2 separate regions of the Gossypium arboreum genome follow, and region 2 is linked to region 1. A link is a contact called in public Hi-C data. All regions are on one chromosome and are shown on one strand. Each heading gives the region's core, a stretch centred on a gene start, on an enhancer-like site or on the middle of the called end of the contact. The rest is flanking DNA. Distances are from core to core; before and after follow the strand shown.

Region 1 (7,000 bases), core at 2,503-5,002:
AGAATGGGAAGAGCTTGATGAAAAGGTCTTGTCTGCAATCCAGTTGTGCATCGCGAATACAGTATTGCAGAAGGTATTGATGGAGAAGACCTCATCCGCCTTGTAGAAAAGGTTAGAAACTTTTTATACGACTAAGTCTCTGGCTAACTGTTTAGTGTTGAAACAACGTCTATTTACGTTTCGCATGAACGAATGTGAGCTTCTTAGAGATCACATCAATCAATTCATTACTCTTTTAAATGATTTAAAGAACATTGAGGCTCATATTGATGATAAAGATCAGGCTACGCTATTATTGTGCTCTTTACCCCCTTCATACAAGTCTTTCAAGGAGACCCTAATTTATGACAGAGACAAACTCTCGTTTGAAAATGTGAAGGGTCATTTGTTGAGTAGAGACAAACTCGAAAATGAGTTTGGTTTGGATAGTAAGGCATATAGGCAAGCTTCTATTTTGGTAGTATCAAAGAAACGAGACAGAATGTGTCGCTACTGTAAAAAGTTAGGTCACGTCAAAGTAGATTGCTATAAACTATGAAATAAAAGAGTTGCTGAGAGTAACGAGAAAGATGTAGCTGGAGCTAATTTGGCCAATGAGAGCGGTGATGATTTCTTGTTAGTGTCAATAAGCGATAACTCCAAGCACACGTCTGAGTGGATCCTAGATTCGGGATTTTTTTCTACATGTATCCCAATAGAGAATGGTTCTCCACTTACAGTTTGGTTGAAGGTGGAGTTATGCGCACGGGAAATGATTCATCTAGTAAGGTAATTGGTATTGGTACTATTAAAATTTGGATACATGATGGGACACTTAAAACACTCCCAGATGTCAGGTATTTACCTGATTTACAAAAGAATCTCATCTCCACTTGAAAAAATGCAGAATCAACATTGAGTCAAGCGACATTAAAGTATCTCGTGGAGCTCTCGTTTTGTTAAAAGGTAAAAGAACCGATAATCTTTATATTCTGGAAGGTTCTACAATAACTGGTGAAATCAGACATCCCTCATTCGTTATGGAGTCGAAGTCAACTCGTTTGGAGCAGGTGCAACTTGGTCATAAGAGGGAAAATGTATGACCATTTCATTAAAGAGATGTTCTCTTTTGGATGCAGGTTTTGAAAAGTTAGGGCATTGTGTTCGTGAAAATCAAACTCGGGTTAGTTATAATATGGTAGTGTACAAGTCGAAGGCTAGAAGTCTTCAAGTTTCTAAGCATAGATTCGACTCAGTTAATTCCCTACATAGTTCAAGATAGGCCCGTGGCGGGCTTTGGCAAATATGACATTGTGGAAATATGAGTCAAGGTGGAAATTTGTTGAGTATGACTCCTATTTCAGTCAAATTTGAGAAATAATTTTTCAGTTAAACTCTGTTTATTTATTTCAATCAAACTCTGATTAATCTAGAATATTTTATTATTATTTGAATTTAGCCTATAAATAGGCTCTTTTACAACCTTAGAAAATACACCATTAGATATTAGAACTCATAACACATTTAGAGAATTTTGTATTTATGTTTTGAGGGTTCTTTGATTTCGATTTTTCGGGGTTTAGTTTTTATCTCTATCTTTTGTAGTATTTGTTCTTTTGCCATTATAGTAAAATTATCATTGTCCTTGGTTTTTTATCCTCTTTGGAGGAATTTTTTTACGTTAAATTTGTGTGTTCAATTTTTCAATTTATTTTATTATTTTTTTACTTGTTGTTTAATTGGGTCGATTCTAACAAATACTATAAAAGATTAATTGTGTCACTTCATTTGTAGGCGTCTCGAACTCCATTGGGATAGCAATGGCGATGTTATTGACGGTATCAATGCACAAGAGGTGGCAAAATGTCATTGTTCAAAGCTATTAACATGATTCGAGGCAATCTAAGTTTGACATGGGGTATTTCTGCTATCATTAGGATGTTGTTTCGTGGTTCGATTTGCATTAACCATGTGCTTCGTGGATTGGATGGCACAAAAAAAGTTTATGGATCTTGCCCTCCTCTCTAACAATCTCTACTGCAACTTCTACTTGATGAAAGATGTATAGAAAAGTCAAAAGCGCAATATTACGAATTTAGTCCTAGAAGATTCTGCTGCTTTGAGGTTGAAAAAAAACCAAACCAGCCATTTGTACTGTTGTTGAGAACCTCTGAAGATATGATGAATGCTCACCACTCACTTAGTCACCACCACTACCTTTTAATTTTGACTCTGCACTTTACAACCTTTGAATAAATTCTGGCTTTCATCGTTTCTTTTAAAATCCAAAAATTGTCCCAATCTTTAACAAATTGCAACCAATATATCCTATATTGTATAATAATAATAATGCGTGTGCTCCAATCTCTCTCAATGAGACAAAATTCCAGTCGTCAATATAAACAATGGGCTATTTACAATACCTAATTGTCAACTAACTAACAGTATTTCTAACTTTGAAGGATTCGAAAATTAGTATACAATTATTATTTATTTATTTTAAACAATAAAAAATTTTAAGAAAATAAAACATGTGGTAATATTTCAACCAAGTGTCCTAAATATTTGAACCTATTAACATACAAAATGATAATAATCCTTTAAAATTTATTAAAATAAGAGTTAATTTTAAATTATGACTCTCATTTTAAATTATTTTTAAATTTTAAATTATTCTAATTAAATCCTTAAATTATCGATGTTATATCAATTAAATATTGTTATTATTAAAATCATTAATTTAACTTGTAGATGATATGCTAGATCTTATATGATATAATTTAAAATGAAAAAAAAAGAAATAATGAATATTGTAAAATAGATATTTTAAAATCTTAGCTTTTAGCTTTTGAAACTTTTAAAGAAGCTGTATCATTCACTTTTTTTTTCAATTTCATTTTTTTAGTTTTTACTTTTAAAATTATGTAATGATGTTGTATTTCTTTGAAATTTTATTTTAAATTTAACTACTTAATATTTGATATGTTATTTAATGGTTAAATTTAATAACAAAAGGACCTAATTCATTAACCTTATAGTTTGGGATGTGATTAAAATGTTTTAAAATTAAGGGATCAATTTAGAATGAGAGTCATAGTTTGGGGATGTCTTGTGCAATTAATTTTAAAAATAAATATAATTTTTATAATTTTTAACGGTTGACATTGAAATATAAAGAGTTAAATTACTTTTGGGGAGTTTGAACTTTAGCAACTTTTTCAATATTGGAGTCTAAACTCTTTTTTATCCAAGTTAAGTTCTGAATTTGACAATGTTCTCACCTTGAAGGTTGAACATTTTTTTATTTAAGTTAGGCTTTGAACTTGACAATTATTTTTATATCAGGGTTTGAACTTTTTTTTGTCCAAGCTAGTATTTGAAAACCTTAGAGTTTAGGCTCTAATGTTGAAACAATTGCTAAGTTTAGGCTCTAATGTAAGTTCACTGATTAACTTGGACAAAAAAAAAAGTTCAAGGCCTAGTAGAAACATTTGTTTAGTTCAAGTCTTAATTTAGTAACAATTGCTAACTTCAAAATTTAATTTAGACAAAAAAAATCAATCTCTAATGTAAAAAACTCACCAAATTTAAACAATTTAACCCAAAATATAAATTTTAAATAAAATTTTTTAATAGTTTAGCATTACAAAGGTTTAAAATTAGTTTTAAAATAATTTTGAAAATTACTAATTTGAAAAGAAAAGAGATATATATATAGAGAGAGAGAGAGAGTTGAAAAGGGAAGAGTTTGAAAAACGGCACTACCGGTAATAGAGAATCTGACAAAATCAGAGCCAAACAAAAAGTCCCAAAAACGAAAAAAGATAAAAGGAAAATAAGGAAAATGTATATATAAAAACAAGAATTCCTCCAAATATAGCAGAAAGAAAGAAAGACAAAACCCCTTCTTTCCCAACCATCCAATTTTCCATTGAACCAACGCATTGCACGCTCCTCCTTCTTTCAGATTCAGTCTCCACTAAATCTCTCTCTGTTCTCCTCTTTTCTCCTTCTCCTATACCCAAATCTCTTGCCTCTTTGCTTCCCCCAAACTTCACTTTCTTTCGCCCCTGCATTCCAATCTAACTCCTTACTTAACCTTCTTTTCTGCCTTCCTTTTACCTTGTTGATCCAAGCACAGTGGTGGGTTTTTCTTTTTTTGATCTCTTTCCTCTTTTCTTTTCTTTTTTTTTGTACCTATACCTTAGTTTTTTATCATCATTTCAATACCATGTTGTTTTTTACCCTTTTGTTTAATTCAATGATTTAATATCTTGTTTTGTTGTCTTTAGTGAACTAGTTAAGATTAGAGTTCATTGTTCATACTCTAGTTTGAGTTGCTGTGGATAGACTTCTTGATAATGGAATCCCTTGTTGTTTCGATTTAAGTAGTCTTTTTTTTTATTACTCTTGTTACTGTTTTTTGTTGTTTTAGTGTTGAATAGTACAAAAAATTGTGCATTTTTATATGTTTAACAGCTAATATTAGCATTTGATAATCTTTAGTCTTTTATGAAATTGGGTTTTAATGCTATGGTCATGATTCAGATCCAGTTCGTTGTATTGTGGTTTAAGGATTCGTAATGTCCTGTTTATCACGAGAAGAATTTATAATAGGCTAGTTTATTAGCAACAAGAGGAATGATTAATTCTTGTAATGGAAGTTTTGTGTTCCCTTTGGTGACTTAATTTCTGATTCTTATCTTTTGAGAATTACATCAGATTTGATCATATAAAATGTTGGATTGAACTGTTAGAGATGTAATATTGCGCATCTACTTGGTTATTTATATCATGAAATTACAGAATTTTGTATTAATTTCCAGCCCTTATCGTGCTAATAGAATCGTATGCTCTCTTTCAGCCTATAATGCAAGGAGAAAATTTTATTAATTCTGAAAGAGAAATTAAGGTTAGTTTTGGCTATCAGTGCAACAGCCCCAGAGGTATTCCTTGTAGCGCGGCTAATGGGCATGAAATCTGGTCAGGAAGTGAAATGCCAAGGACCGGCAGTTTTTCTTGCTTGTCCGGTGCTGCCTTAAGTGCCAATGCAACATTGGCCAACACGAATATATGTAATGGTGTGATCGGAGGTGAGATTCTTCCTAGTTTGGATTCCCCTAAATCATTTCGGAGGGTTCCCTCTTCCCCATCTCTTCCAAGGTTGGATATATTATCATCTTCGCTGCAAAGCAGTATCTCAAACTTAAGTTGCAGTTCACCAAGTCCACTTGATTCACCTGAAACTGACTCATTTTTACTGAAACCGATGAGTGCTCCTTCTAGAACTGACAGTTTCCTTAATGCTATGGAAGTACAAATGGCGGGTGGAGCAGCTGGTGAAGACAGGGTTCAAGCTGTCTGTTCTGAAGAGAACGGGTGGCTCTTTTGTGCAATCTATGATGGTTTTAATGGAAGGGATGCTGCTGATTTTCTTGCTGGCACATTATATGAAACGATAATATTTTACTTTACTTTACTAGACAGGGAATCGAAGCAGAACGTCCCCACTGCAAATGGATGTTTTGAATATTTTCATGATGATGGTTTGGTTGGTAATAAGGCAAAACCCACTTCTAGGATTGACGGCAAGAATTATGCAAGTGCTGAAAGCTTGATGAAAAAAACTGCGGATCGTAAAGTGGAAGTGTTGTCTGATTCATTTAGGCATGGGGTGCTTGATAGCCTCCAACGTGCTCTAAGTCAAGCCGAGAATGATTTCTTGTACATGGTAGAACAGGAAATGGAGGACCGCCCTGATTTAGTTTCAATAGGATCTTGTGTTTTGGTTGTTTTCCTGCATGGAAATGATATGTATACTCTCAATTTAGGTGATAGTCGAGCTGTATTGGCAACATATGATAATGCCAATGACATGGGTCAGACTGAAAAGTTGAAAGCTATTCAGCTTACCGATAGTCACACTGTTGATAATGAAGTTGAAAGAACTAGACTCTTGCATGAGCATCCTGATGACTCTATGCCCGTAGTAGGTGGAAAAGTGAAAGGAAAATTGAAGGTCACTCGTGCATTTGGAGTAGGTTACTTGAAAAAGGTAGGTACTCGAATTTCACATTGCAATTTTCTTGTATTTTTTGTTATCTAAATTTTCCCTATTGAGAAGACTCACTGCACCATAGTCGCAAAGTATTACTCAGCCCCAGAAATGGCAACTTTTATGCCTTTATCTATAAATTTAAAATCTGAAGAAAAACCACTTTTGCTTCATCCTGTCACCGAAACTATATCTTCAAGACTTAATAACATCTAATGTATCAACAAATGAGCATAACCTGCCTCGTTTATATTGTGGTTTAAGCATGAGTGAGCTCAATGGCAACTGCTATATGCCCAACTTATTGTTGTTGATCCAGTCTTTTCCGTAATTAGCATATCATTTTTGTTATTCCTTGCAGAAAAAAATGAATGATGCAGTGATGGGAATTATTCGAGTTCATAACCTCATTAGCCCCCCATATATCTCAACCGAACCATCACTGAATGTGCACACAATATCAAGATCTGATCACTTTGTTATAATTGGTAGTGATGGTTTATTCGACTTCTTCAGCAATGATGAGGCCGTAAAGCTTGTTCTTTATTATATCTCAAGCAACCCTTACGGAGATCCTGCAAAATTTCTCTTGGAGCAGCTTGTAATAAAAGCAGCGCATTCTGCAGGTAAATTATATATAATTATATCTGTCGGTTATAACTGATTTAAACTTTTTTTCTAGTTTCATTTGAACAATGACCAAAATTTTCTTTCACCGCATGTGTCTTATGGTTGTCAACATGAGTTTCATATAAAAGACCATACAATGAAACCAAAATGCATTGTTTGTAACTATGGCAGTATAGTTGTTTTATTATTACACCAAAGTTTCTGAAGATATGGATTTTACCATCATAGGTTTCAGTAAGGAAGAATTGATGAATATTCCAGCTGGTAGGAGGAGGAAATACCATGATGATGTTACTGTTATGGTGATTATTCTCGGAACGAATCATCGCACTTCTA
Region 2 (7,000 bases), core at 2,123-4,622, 330 kb before region 1:
GCTTGAAAATATAAGCATCTTTACTTTCTTTTCCAAATTTTATAAGTCACCACCTTGAAACCTTGTGAAATCTACAAGGTTCTTTTATAACACATTAACATGGGTGAAGAGGAAAGAATACTCTTGCAATTTCTGCCATGAATCATACAAAGGGAAATAGGAACGGTATAAAACAGTTTATACAGACAACTTTCTATGTAAATTAATGACTGAAGGAGGTAAAAGATTCACGCCAACAAGTCATGAGATGTTTTTGATTAATTTCTGTCTAAGATGCATAAATTTACACAGGCATGGATATAAATGCAATATGCATCTGGCAAAACAATGTCAAATACATACCTTATTTGCAATTTCAACAAATAAATATTCATCACTGAAAGGCGCCATATGTATCCTACAATATTAAGATGGCATGAAACTAACTCAAAGGAAAAGATGTTAAGAATTTTACATCTTGATGGCCAAAATATAAATCAATGAAATCAACAACAGATCACAATAGATCTGTTAAGTTAAAGCCAAAAAAACCATCTGAAATAAGTATATATTAACCAAGAGGTATCATAGGATTAAGGCATGAAAGCTATCATAAATCTAGTTATAATCTCAACCAGTTTAGCATGAGGGTATGAGCAACAGGCCAAGTGAGTAAAATGCATGTTATCATTAAAGTGAAAATCCTAAAATAAGTGTGATGATATATCAGCAAATCAGAATCATTTATCAACTGCCGCTTGAGAGAAACAAACAGATTCAAAATAGTAACTTTACCTTCCAATTGATGGAAACATTTTCGCATTAGGGACAAGAAACCGATCTCTTGCAATTATGTAGGACTCTAACATTCTCTCATTAACTAATAAGGTGCCTGCAAGTGACAAAAAAAATCAACTAAAGAATCTTGCTTCAACAAAAACTAAGCAACAAAGTTAAAGATTCACAAATAATTCCACCACATGTTCCGAGAAGTTCTATTTTTTTTCATATTCTGACTGGAAAAATAATACAAAACAATGAAAACCTTCATCTCCATGGAAATAAAGCATGGAAATAGGGACAAAAGCAAAGCATCAGTGTCATGAGATTTTCATCATCACATATAACGACAAAGCAAAGCATCACACACCAACGTACCCATCGGTTCAGAGATCAGAATATCTGCTTTCTCAGCCAACTCCACTTCCTCAACTTTACCTTTTATTACCTATATTTTACATGCCATTGTAACTATGAGACACTGTATCAATCAGGATACAACCAAGAACATTTACATGACATGACAAGCACATACAGTAATCCGTTGAGCTAATGCAGGGTTCCCAGCAATAAGTTTGCGAGCATATTCTGCCATTTCTGAAGCTTCAACAGCATAAACATGCTTTGCACCAGCCTAATAGGAAGAAGAAAGGAATTGAGCATCAATCTATAAACCACAAGAAAAGGAATCGCACATATGCATAGTCATAATGGACAAAAAGGTTAGGAATACCTGCGCAGCAAATAACGACAAAATACCACTTCCAGCTCCAACATCAACCACCACACGACCTGTAAAATCAACACGGTTCTCGATAACAGCAGCATAATAGGTTCCTGGAAAAAAAGTAGTTAATCAATTATCAGCATCTAAAATACCTGAATTATAATTAAAAGTGGTATACTATCTCAAAGCTGTGGGCTTTGTTAGTGTTGTCCACAGAAATTCAAAGTGAACTTATAACACAAAATCAAAAGGAATAATGAAAGACAGCTCCGTGATATAACCTGTTCTCACATAATCCTGTAACATATTTTGCTGATGTAGCAATTGTCCATAATAGTGGAAATACATTTTAGCAGAAGATGGCTCAATTTTATAATCAAACTTGCTCTTAGAAGCAGCAATGGCCCCATTTGGTAAATGAATTCCTGCTTTAAAATGGGAAAAAAAAAATACTGATCAAACAAAAGCATATATAGCCGTCAATTTTCTGCAAGATCATAAGCAGGTTTTCAAAGTAGCACCTTGAATAACATCCTTCTGCCATTGCTCAAATGCGGAATGGAAGTCCCTGCTCTCATCCTCGTTTCTAAACTGGATGGTCACTGCCCGTGAATATGATTTCTGATTCAAAAGTAATAATGTGAAAAAAAAGGTAACATTTAACAGTGGTTTAAAAATTTTGAAATCATCAAGTAAATTCATACTTATCAACAGTAAGTATTATAATTTTCACCAAAATATATTTTTGAAGGATGTATACTGTAAATTGCAGCATTCCAAGATATAAACAGAAAGAAGTCGCCACCAGTCACTACTAACCAGAATTTTACCATGGGCAAAACAAAGGGTATTGTATGTAATCAAACCCGAAAAACAGCAGAAAAGAAGTCGAGTTCGAAGAGAAAGAAAAACATATGTATTCTTTATTCTAACATTTTCATATGCATACATACATACACATATGAATATACATATATGTATGAGGCAAAAGTAAAGACGATACCTCTTTACTGGCACCAGAAATCTCTGAAACACAAAGCGATTGAACCGGTCCCAGCTTGAAGAGCTGAAAACAACAAAAAAAGGAACCTCAACCATGTTACACTATGTCTATCTCTAGCTGTCATTAACTACAAGCTTGGCTTCAAAAGTAGTTAACTTTAATTACCCAAATCGATTCTCATTTCAGTATGCTTCCCCAACACCCAAATTATACGAAAAAGTAGCAATTTTTAAACAAACCCAAAGTGGAAAATCAAGAAAAAAAAAAAAGAAACCTCTTCAATGCCAATGGAAAAACATAGTCCTTAAGTAACCCCGAAAAATGAGTTTTTTTTTTTTGAAGAAACAAACATCTGCTCAAAGTTACCCTTTATTTACCTTCGCATCGCATGTCTGTTTTCTCAAGAACCAAACAACACTCTTTTATCTTACCTGCGAGGTTCCAATATCGACATTGAAGCCATCAATAAATTCCGAATCTCGGTGAAATCGCAGCTCCGCAACTCCAGAATCAGCACTGAAACGAGCAATCACCGAAGAAGAAGAAGACGAAGACGAAGACGAAGACGAAGACGAAGACGAAGAAAGCGATGAAGAAGAAAACTGAGAAACTGCCGCCAAAGTGAACTCCAATTCTTTGGGTTTTAGCCCAGATGAATCGTCCATTATTGTTATTATATTAAACAACGCCAGAAAAGAGAAAGAGATATTTATTAAATCTACGCCATTTTCAAATTAGGGTTTTTATCAAAGAAGGAACACAAAATTAAAAAAAAAAGGTGAGACGAGAGAGATAGCTTTAGAAAGCCGCCACCTGGTGAGAGAATGAACGAGGGTATTTAGCTTTAGCTGTTTCATTAGAGAGACGATAGAGCAGACTCCGTTTATTTATTTATGGCCTAATTATGGTTTTTGTCCCTCAATTATGTTGAAGTTTGAGATTTAGTTCTCTATTCTAATTTGATATAATTTGGTACTAGTATTTCCAAATGGATGGCACACTAAAGTGATGACGTGGATTCTTTTACTGTTATTTAATTTTTTAAGTAAATTTGTATATTAGTTAAATGCTTAATGTTATTTTTTTAATAATAATTAAAAAGTAAAGTCATACCAAGTAATTTTTCAAATGTAGAGTGAAAAAAGTAACTCTGTTTCAGTGAGGAAAAAATTTATAGAGTGGGTGAGAGTTGAAACTTGGTTTTCTTGATAATGGATAGGAGTCTATGGAGATTTCTGTTATCTATTTTAACAGGAGTAATCAAAATGAATATATTATATAATATTAGTATCTATTTTGTAAAAAAAATTTGTACTGAAAATAAAAAATTATGAAAATTAAATGATCAATTGTATAGTTTATCTAATTCATTTTCAACATTTAAAAAAATTAACATTTAAACAAAATAGAATTTTAAAATTTCATAAAATGATTTTTTATCCTAAAAATATTTTTATTTCAATAATTTTAAAGTTTATAAATATATCATAAGTGGATAATATTTTACATTTAAAAAATCTAAAATATAAATTTACACATATTATGCTAATGTATGGTTATTTAATGGATATAAAATAATACTTTGGAAAAATACTCAAAAGATCCATGTAGTATATGGTTAAAAGAAATTTAGTCACTTTAAAATAAATGGGACTATACTATTTGAAAGTGAAAAATAAGGACAATTCCATTAACAATTTAATACCTCTCAAAATAAGTAACTCAATTTAGCTTTGTATTATTATTCAACAAATAAGAAAAATAAAAAGTGTTAGCTATTTTTATTAACAAAAACTGTATGATAAAAAACTGTTGAGGTAAATTTTGGAAGTTATTGTTTATGTGTTAACGAAAGTTACCATTATGATTATTATTGTACTAGACACATAACTTGCTTTTATTTGTTGGTTTTTTATCAAAATATTTTAATTATTTGCTTGCTTCTTTTCGAGGATTTTGTGCAGTCAATCTTGTGTTTATTATTGGAGAAGAGATTGGATCAAGCAAAATACTTTCCAATGATTATTATGTGATCTACTTATCTTATAAACTAAGATATGCAATCCAAGAAGATATGGGTTGATTCTATGATCCTTCGTAGTATTAATGATAATTGATTTAATGAGAGTTGGGCAGATCAAGATGGATTAAAGATTACTTTGTGAAGATGGATTCGTGCTCCAAATATGAAAGGCTTTTTGAACATTGATAGATGTTTTATTATTAAAACAAGTTTTTTAAGTAGCTCTCGAAGTGCCAACGGAAATGGTCCTTACGACTGACACTGCGACAGGAAACATAACTTACCATTTTTTAACTTGGCAATCTTTTCAACAAATCAATTGGGCAACAACTTAAATGATTTTGTGAACGTGTGTTGGCTCATATTTGAAGATCCAATATTATGGAGCAACAAATCTTTAAAGATTGAATTAATTCAAATCAAGCAAATTAGATCCCTTGTTTTGTAGAGATTGACTTGACTTATTTGAATACTTATTTTGTAGATATTTGATTTTACAAGAACTCTATGAGAATATTTGTAAAGCCTTTTTATGAGGCTATTTTAGTGGAAAATTGTTCTAATTGATTTTTATCTTAGCAAGCCTTCAACTTTTATATATTAAAGGCTTATGTAAGTTAGAAAGGTGTAGAGTTGAGAGAACTTATCTGTATAGTAAGGAATTTTTTTTAAGAGTGTAAACAAGTTTGTTACTTGGTTTTACAATTAGGAGAGAACTTAGAGGTGAATGATTTGGATCTTTATGTGCAAAACTAAGGTTGCTATACCAGGGTACGATAAGACTTAAATCACTTCTTGTATTGGGATTAATTATAATGGATTTACTCACTGAGCTAGGGTTCACAAACGTAGGAAAACCAAACTGTATAAACAATTTCTTGTCCCCTATTTTTATTGTGTTTTATACAATGTCATCTAAACTGCTCACTTTCGTTGTCACACTACAACAAAACAAGCCTACCGTGAAACTTTTTTTGACCTAATACGACGCAAAAAAGGTTGCCATTGGTTTCACGACGCTTCTCCCGACACTTCCAAAAAGGTTATCTATAGTACAGTTGGCATAGGCTCTATGTAATAGCCCGTTTTTAGGGTTAATTGGAACAGTGATTTCGTGACCACAATCCAAAGTCAAAATATTTATTTTATTATTTTATTAAGGTTTATAGTATGATAGAATGTTCTTGTGAAAATTTCGTAAATAAATTTTACCGTTTGAGTGGTTAATTCGGTAAAAAGGACTAAATCGCATAAAGCATAAAAGATGAATTCTAAAAGTGAAATGAATCAATTAGCTCATGAAATGAAATGATGGGTACTTGCATGGTAAATATACCATTTTTATAATGAGTGGACAACTTTGGATATGTATAAGGTAGATTTTTAGTGTTAGTTAAAGGTTAATTTTGTAATTTAGTTATTATGTTATAATTAGAATAAAACAAACACATTTTTCCTATTCATTCATCATCTTAGCTGAATTTGAGAAAGAAAAATCAGTCATTTTTAGGGCTAAACATTCGGCCAAGCTTCCTTTGTCAATTAAGGTGCGGTTTTTGTCTCGTTTTTAATAATTTCTATGTTTTTGAGCTCGTTGCAGCTTAATCTAGTTAGCCCGTATCTCCGTTTTCGAAATTATTATAGATTTTTTGAGATTCCATTGAAAAATATTCATGATTTTTGATGATTGATGACGAAATATGAAAGTTAGATGACAGTTTTACATATTTTACAAAGTCATTTTGAGTAAAAATGCAAATTGTGGACTAATTTGTGAAATTATGACATTATGTGGTTAAAAGTATTAATAAAGTGAAAATATGGGCTGTTATATGATTGGGTAAAATTCGGCTAGCTTGGGTTTGTGCTTAATTTCATGAAATTGTGATTTTATGTGATAAGGACTAAATTGAAAAAATATGGAATAATAGGGGAAAAAGTGTAATTTTGTCAAAATATGTAAATTGTGTTAAATTGAATGAATTAATGATTAAATGAGTAAATTTTTTTATCATATAGATTGAGAAAAATGAGATTCAAATCTAGAACGGGGGAAACAAAGTATCGAATTAGTCGATTTAATTCATCGTTATAGCGAACAGGGTAAGTTCGTATGCTAATAAACATATTTAAATTGTGTTATAAATGCTTATTTATTATTGAATTGAATTGAACTATATATGTTTCATTATCATTGAATTGTCACAAATGTTGAACGAGTAAATACGAGCAAAAATCGACAAAGTTACGACATCCGAAAGTCTCGTACGAACCCTAGGAATAATATAGGATACAAATGTCATGACATTAAAATTACCGAGATGTGATTACATGTAAGACCATGTCTGGGACATTGGCATTGTATTGTGATTACGTGTAAGACCATGTCTGGGACATTAGCATCGTTATATGATTTCGTGTAAGACCCTGTCTAGGACAATGGCATCGATATGTAATAACATGTAAGACCATATCTAAGATGTGGCAT

The links. Hi-C and Micro-C count contacts between places; a contact is called where the count stands out from the background.
Region 2: a Hi-C map of leaf shows a contact between it and region 1, with 2.8 times the contacts expected there. The contact joins the promoter of LOC108489470 here to the promoter of LOC108489768 in region 1. A contact is called at or near these places in 2 of 5 Hi-C or Micro-C datasets (both in leaf).

Annotation. Positions count from the first base shown.
Region 1 is chr10:104,804,386-104,811,385 of ASM2569848v2, reverse strand. LOC108489768 (probable protein phosphatase 2C 40) reads left to right here and starts at 3,752. Exons shown (of 4, transcript XM_053020042.1): 1 at 3,752-4,122; 2 at 4,844-6,034; 3 at 6,396-6,660. The coding sequence starts at 4,850.
Region 2 is chr10:105,130,160-105,137,159 of ASM2569848v2, reverse strand. LOC108489470 (probable histone-arginine methyltransferase 1.3) reads right to left here and starts at 3,372. Exons shown (of 15, transcript XM_017794040.2): 1 at 2,921-3,372; 2 at 2,490-2,552; 3 at 2,008-2,107; 4 at 1,768-1,911; 5 at 1,493-1,596; 6 at 1,295-1,393; 7 at 1,138-1,207; 8 at 775-871; 9 at 343-397. The coding sequence starts at 3,154.